Regions from separate parts of the Ovis aries genome. Here region 1 is linked to region 2. The links are chromatin contacts, called in public Hi-C maps. All regions are on one chromosome and are shown on one strand. The core of a region is the stretch at or near the end of the contact, and the rest is flanking DNA. Distances in the headings are between cores, read along the strand shown.

What was found. Hi-C and Micro-C count contacts between places; a contact is called where the count stands out from the background.
Region 1: a Hi-C map of mixed tissues shows a contact between it and region 2, with 2.9 times the contacts expected there. The contact joins two enhancer-like sites. A contact is called at or near these places in 5 of 16 Hi-C or Micro-C datasets (blood, liver, mixed tissues and 1 more).

What each region holds. Positions count from the first base shown.
Region 1 is chr1:263,050,460-263,054,361 of ARS-UI_Ramb_v3.0, reverse strand. The region is part of intron 10 of UMODL1 (uromodulin like 1); the gene reads right to left. Among named protein-coding and RNA genes, the nearest start is that of UMODL1, 43 kb to the right of the region's middle. Within about 2 kb of position 1,956, at least 3 of the 54 cell types and tissues checked have an H3K27ac peak or open chromatin away from gene starts, as enhancers often do.
Region 2 is chr1:262,884,178-262,887,598 of ARS-UI_Ramb_v3.0, reverse strand. No RefSeq gene overlaps it. Among named protein-coding and RNA genes, the nearest start is that of C2CD2, 2.7 kb to the right of the region's middle. Within about 2 kb of position 1,433, at least 9 of the 54 cell types and tissues checked have an H3K27ac peak or open chromatin away from gene starts, as enhancers often do.

The DNA.
Region 1 (3,902 bases), core at 707-3,206, 170 kb before region 2:
TGAACCTTCTGGTCTGGGCAAAGTAGGCTGTTAAGTGAGCCCTGTAAATACCCACTGCCCCCAGCCCTGTAAATCCCCGCAAATCCTCCCGTCCTTTCTCAGCCAGGGCCAGCTTTAGGGAAAACTCATCAGGAGCATCCCACCCGCCTCCTTCTCCCGCCACCCCCTCCCCTCCCTTCTTCCGGGCCCCCTGGTCACCCCCAGCCCCACGTGTGGCCCTGCTGGAGGAAAGAATCTGATAGCTTTGGGCATGTTGACTCATGACTGATCAATAAGGTGCTACAAGGAGAGATAGCAGGATAAAACCTTAAGGAAAAAAGACAAACATATGTCACTTATATGGAAAACCTGAAAAAAAAAGGGGGGGTGCAAATGAACTTATTCACAAAACAGAGAGAGGGTCGCAAATGTAGAAAACCACCTTTTGGTTACAAGGGGAAAGAGGAAAGGGATAGACTGGGATTGACATGCGCAGTACACACCCTACTGTGTAATAAAATAGATAACTAATAAGGACCTACCGTATTGCACAGAGAAATCTGTGCAATCTATGTATATGTATTTCCAGCAGTTTTCCCAGTAGTCAGGTACAGATGTAATAGTTGGACCATAAAGAAGGCTGAGCCACAAAAATAAAAATTTAAAAAAAAAAAGAAGGCTGAGCCACGAAGACTTGATCCTTTTGAACTATAGCACTGGAAAAGACTCTTGAGAGTCCCTTGGACAGTAAGATCAAACCAGTCAGTCCTAAAGGAAATCAACCCTGAATCTCATTAGAAGGACTGATGCCGAAGGTGAAGCTCCAATACTTTGGTCACCTGATGTGAAGAGCCGATCCATTAGAAGAGCCCCTGATGCTGGGAAAGATTGAGGGCAGGAGGAGAAGGGGACGACAGAGGATAAGATGGTTGGATGGCGTCACCGACTCAATGGACATGGGTTTGAGCAAACTCTGGGAAAGAGTAAAGACAGGGAAGCCTGGCCAAGAGAGGTCGCAAAAGTTGGACACGACTTAGCTACTGAAGAACAACAAATGTGTATGTAAAACTAATTCACTTTGCTGTACACTGGAAACTAACACAACATTGTAAATCAACTATACTCCAATTTAAAAGTAAACAAAAATAAAATACTCAAGCTCTATCTCCTGGGAGGAGCCAGGTGGGGGAGCAGTCTTCCCCCAGCCCTGGAAATCCATCCTTCAGGTCTGGCTCTGTGGGTGACTGCCTGTCCCACCCCAACTCCAAGAAAACAAGTGGCTCTGAGCAGAGTCACCCTCTGTCATCAGAGGAAGCTGGGTACCTTGAGGGGGCTGAGGTTCCCCAGGAGGGATGGTCACCAGCCCTTTGCATAGGTTCCCCAAGAGCTGCAGAGCAGGTTCCCTGGCCAGGCTCCGGGTACCTGAGGAGCCTGGACTTGGCCGGGCTTTGAGTGAAAATAAGGCAGAAAAGGTTCAGTTTTGTGCAGAAAAAGCTCTGCAGCCGGGTGCTCAGAGGCCTGTTTTCTGGTTTTCAGTTTTGCTTCATCTGATCTTCACGGAAGACCAGCAGACTCATCAGCTGATGCAACAGTTACATGCCGACCCTGGGCTCCCCGCTGGCCCAGATCCCCTGGAGTGCTGCCCAGCCTGTAGCCTGCAGTGGCTCAAAGGTGCTGATGGTTCAGGCCAGGGCCAGAGCCAGGCCAGCTGGGGCAGACGACCACGAGGAGAGTGGAGGCCCCACTGAGACCTGAGTTCAATCCGCAGAGCTTCGGAGGTTATCGTGGGGAGGTGGTTCCCTGCTCACTCAGCCAGCACAGGGCTCAGGAGCAAGCCGAAGCAACTGTCTTGTACCAAAGCCTGGGGCCGTGCAGGTCTCAGCTTCAGGCCTGTGAGCCGTGGGAGCTGCCGAGCAGCCTTCGTGCCTCCTGGACCACCAGACGAGGATGCAGACAGGATCCCCTATGGGGCCTGCGCTCTGCTCCTGCCGGCAGGAAGCTGGGACAAGGGTGTGGCCCCCTGACTAGAGGAGGGGGAGGCCATGGGAGAGCTGCAACTCCCCACGTAACCCTCAGGAATGCGGCAGGGAGGCCCAAGGACAAGCCACCCCATCCCTGAAAACGCAGGCTCCTTGGGAGGCTCCCAGCTGTCTTGGAGGCCCAGGTGGCCTTTGGGGGTGAAGCCTGCCTGGCCAGAGCCCTCAGCCCTTCCTGGAGGCGGGCATCAGAGTCTCATTCAAGGAGGCAGGTAGGCACAGAGAACTGGGTTCTAACGGCAGCTGGTGCCAAAGGCAGCGCCACCGATGGTGGAGAAAGAGCCCCATCAGCAGGTCAGGGGGATGGTGAGAGTCCGGGGCCAGGCTGTCCTGCCCACGCCTTCTCCCACTGCCCGCAGGGGTGACAGGAAGGGCGCCTGCATCTGCGAGGCTGTCAGGAGCCCGTGGCCAATGGGAAGTTTTGGGGAGCGTGGCTGGGCCTGTCCTGAGCTCACAGGAGGAGGCGTTGCTGCCCGGGCACTGCAGTGACCCAGGCGACCCCTCACACTGAATGGTGCCACCGTCAGGGCCTTGTTGGGCCGAGGTCTGCACACAGCATGATGGCATGAAGGGGCCACGTGGACACACGTGGAGGCCCAGTGGGTCGTCTGCACTTGGAGCAGGTGAGCAGCACAGCCCTTTCTGAGCAGAGTTTTAGGAAGGGGTGGGGGGCAAAGGCTGGAGAGACAAGGGGAACAAGGGGAAGGAGGAGTGGGGAGGACTGATGGGGGACCATCCAGGCCCGAGAACGCTTCCAAAGTACGGAAGTAGGTCCTAGAGCAGCATTGCCCAGACGTGTTGGGTGATGCTGTCAGACGTGTGCCGGGCACCCGCTAACTGCCCCCCATCCCCCTCAGCACTCCCTCGTTTACCCACGAGGTGGGATGTGTCCTCGCCTTCCCATCTCCCAGATGAGTACACTGAGGCCCAGGAGGCAAAGTCCCTTGTACAGTGGCCCATGGCGAGCCAGCATCAGAGCTGGGATTCCACCACAGCCAGCCTCCCTCACTGGGCAGAGTGGACAGGATCTGAGAACCAGGGTGCTGCTTAACACTGGGCCTCCCTGCACATGTACACCACCCCAGAGGAAGACCAGGGCATGCAGCCACCCAGTGTCTTGGGGGGAACAGGCCTCAGGAAAGACATGAGGTGATAACAATATGACGGCCACGCTGCTGGGACTTGGTCATCTGCAAAAACTCTTCTTCCAAATACAGTCACATCTGAAGTTCTGTGTTCTCTTATCTTGCAGGATCACCATTCAACCCACAGCCTCACTTGACAAGGATATGGAGTAACCTAAGCCTTGGTGCTGGGAGGTATGGCTGGGAGGCACCTCGAGGAGGGCTGGATCTTCCAAAGACGGTGCAGATCTGCCTCAGGTGGGCCCTGGGGGATCTACACACAGGCTGCCTGGCGTCTGCCCAGCACTTGGCCTCTGAGCCCAGGCAGGCAGAGCTCATCATGTTAGAGAGGGCCGCCACCATGTCCATTCCCGTGGGGGTGAGTGACAAAGAGATGGCAGGCTAAGCAGGCAGTGTGCTCCAGGTGTGACACTCCAGCGGCACTTTCCCTGCCTTCTTGGGTTGGGGGAGGTTGAGACAGCAAGCCGGAAGGGACTGAGCTCACAGGAGCTGGCAGCACCCACTCCACTGAGGGGTCAGCCATGCCCAGACTGAGCCGCACACAGGCTTTTTGATGTAGAGACTGTGGTGCCCTCACATGTGAGGGAACTGCATCCCCAAGTGGACAGCAAAACCTTCCTGACGTGACAGCTCACTGTCTCTGTCATCTCTGTAGCTCTGTCTCTCCAAGTCCCTGTCTCTCCCCATCCAGGCCACCCTGGATCCCCTGCATCTCTCTCTCTGTCTCTCAGTTTCTCCGTCT
Region 2 (3,421 bases), core at 184-2,683:
TTTCACTAAGAAGGAATTCTCGGAATGTCTTCTGTCAAACACAGAGGAAGAAGCTGCACGTTTGCATTTCCAAGTGGCCCATCACAGCCCTACTGGGGCCCAGGGTGCCCATCCGTCAGTACGTCTGTCCATCGGGGAGTGCGAGCACAAGTTGATACTTTAAGCCATTGTCATTATCACCCTCAAGCAAACTGCTACAGGGTGAAGGAGAAGCGTCCCCACCAAGTCAGAGACAAACTAGAAGCTTACTAAATTTGTCCCTTTCCTCTTCTGGAAACTTAAGATAATTAGGCGGAAATTTAGTGACATTTTTAGTAAGTACTTAATCCCACTTTTTTGTTAAGTGTTTTTAAAAGACCATAAGAATATCTGGTTCAATGGTGAGGAGCACTTTCCAGTGTTAATAACTTTGTGTGTAGTTATGAAACATATATGACACTAGACATACTATTTTAAAAAGTAACATCATGCTCACAGAGCCTCCTGGGCTTGGTAGACGGAGACATTAGAACAGCAGCATGGAAACACAGATGAGCCGCCAAAGGGGACAACGAAGGCTCTCCTCTGCTTCTTGTGCGCAAGCTCACAGCCCGTTGCTGCAGAGCGTTGTCTGGGCAGGCCTTCGAAACACAGTGTCTGCTGTTTCCTCTCTGCTGCTCTGGGACCCACATGGTCCAAGGCTCAGAGTCAGGCCTTTCTGGAGAATTCCAGGCAGGTGGCTGCCTCTGGCGGCCCAGTAGGTTGAGGTGTAGATGGTTTTCCTTGGGCCTACTGGGTGGGGCACAATGGCCAACAAGCACCCATGAGCCCCACCCCTGCACCCAGACCCCTATACCCCCCACCCCACTTGCTCACAGAAACTCAGTTCTGGGGCTCGGAGGATTCAAAGCACAGTGGTTTCCTTTGAGGTGGGGTTAACAGCAGCAAGCCACTGCTGCAGAGTGTTATGGTCCCTGACCCATCGGGAGGTTTGAGGGGGTGACAGCAAAGTTCCTTCCTGGGTAGAGCTATGGCCTGGTCCCTTGGGTTGAAGGGCTGCAGGATTAAGGACTGTCATCACACGTCAGGGGAATGCTGCTCTCCCTAGAGACTGAGCCTCCAGTATCCTCCACACACTGGATGGACGGGACCAGGTGACAGAGCAGAAGTGAAGGGAGTCTGCTCTCTTTCCTCGGTTTACAAGAAGAGTTTTAGTTCCTATTGCACATTTTGGCCAGCTGTGTGTTCCTGTGAGCTTGTGATATCCCTTCTTTTCTTCACTTTGCTTCTACACAGAAGCAATTCAATATTTATATGTTTATCTTCCCTTTGAAAACACTTAGAGCATGTGATGAATTCCACACCGGGGTGGTTGTTAGTTTACAGTGTGTGACAAGCCTCTAAATGAGCCAATAGGGGTAGCGTGCCCCAGAGATATGGCAGCAGAGGAATGAGACTGGTTCCACCAGTCACACGGGGTGGGGACGGCCGTCTCCTACCTGCCACCCAGCCAGTGCACAAGTGCACACCTGTACTCTCCATGGAACAGGGAGACGGAGAGCCCGGGGTACCCAGTTGTCCCAGTTATTCTGGTAAGGGGGCCAGCCTAACTTGGATTATTGAACTGCATAGGTCTGGCTACAGATCAGAAAGTAATTAGACATTTCTGCCAAATAAGAAGAGATTTCTGAGAAAAGAAAAGCAATTCTCAACCCTTTCCTGTGTGGGGGTGAGGGGTGAGCTACAGTTTAAGGGATTGATAACTTGCTGGAAACTGATAGGATCACGGCATTTCCGCTTTTAGAAGGTCAGACCTGATATCAGACCAACTGAGGAAGGGCTGGTTCTCCTTGGCTCCGGCTCACCTGGGCCATTTGATGAATTCCCTTACCTGCCAGCTTCCAGTCCTGTCTCCCACTAGGGCTCTCAGTCCACCTACCTCCCAGTTCCTACCTCCTTCTCAAAGAAAGCGGCTTCCCTGATGGCTCAGATGGTAAAGAGTTTGCCTGCAGTGTGGGAGACTTGGGTTCGATCCCTGGGTGGGGAAGATCTGGAGAAGGAAATGGCAACCCCACTCCAGTATTCTTGCCTGGAAAACCCCAGGGATGGAGGAGCCGGGCAGGCCCAGTCCATGGGGGTCACAAAGAGTTGGACACGACTGAGTGACTTTACGCTCAAAGAAAATCAGGCCCTTGAGTGTAAACTCCTTGGCTGCTCTCACCACATCAAACTTACTCTATAAACAACGAGGTCCTACTCTATAGCACGGGGATCTATATTCATGATCCTGAAATACTGCAATGGAAAAGGATATGAAAAAGAATGTATATATCGATGAGTCACTTTGCTGTACAGCAGGCATTAACACACCATTGTAGATCAACTATACTTCAATTTTGTTGTTGTTGTTGAGTTGCTAAGTCACGTCAGACTCTTTGCAATCCCATGGACTGTAGCCCATCAGGCTCCTCTGACTACGGGATTCTCCAGGCACGAATACTGGAGTGGGTTGCCATTTCTTCCTCCAGGGGATCTTCCCTACCCAGGGATCAAACTCAGGTCTCCTGTGTCTCCTGCATTGGCAGGTGGGTTCTTTACCACTGAGCCACCTGGGAAGCCCGTACTTCAGTAAAATTAAAACAAAAAACACAGAAACCTCATCCACCCTCATCTCTTTGCCTCCAGTCTCTAAGCCAGAAATGTCCTCTTCTGTGGCGGCCCATTCTCCCCCATGCCATGCACCAGGCCTGTGTTAAACCCTTCTTGTAGACCCTTGGGATCCCCTTCTAATTGGTCTCTCTGCCCTCTCCCACTTTCTTCCAGTCTAGTCCCACGTGTTGCTAGGCGTGATCTTTGTAAAATTCAATTTTTCCACTCTGCTTAAGACAGGTTGTTGCTTCTCCTTTTCTGTGGCACAATCTATTATCCATAACTCAGGTGCTCCAGGTGCAGCCTCTGCCCCACCTCCTACCCCCCTGCAACCCTCACACCATCCCACTCACATTCTATGCCTTGGGGTACTGAGCCACATGCGGGCCTCAGGGCCTTTGCACATGCACACTTCTTCAAATACCATTACACCAAGCTCGCCCTTTCCAGCCAGCACCTCAGCCTTGTCTCTAATATTTGGCATCCAGGGCAGATCTGTCATAGCATCTGTCTGTGGTTCTCTTTGCTCTACTGTCTCCAGGATTTGTGCATAATAGTTGTCAATAAATGCCACCAACCTCCCAGCCGGATCTAGAGCCTTATGTCCTTTGGCCAGACACTAGTCTGTCTTAGTAATCTCTCCCTGAGCCAGGTTGGAAAGGAAGGGTTGGGGAAGAATCAGCGAGGAACCTCTGCTGCAGTGGTGGGGCCAGGACCCATACTGATGGTATCAGACAGGCAGACCCAGCCAGAGAGACACCTCTGTGCCCAGGTTCAGTCAACCCAATTCAAG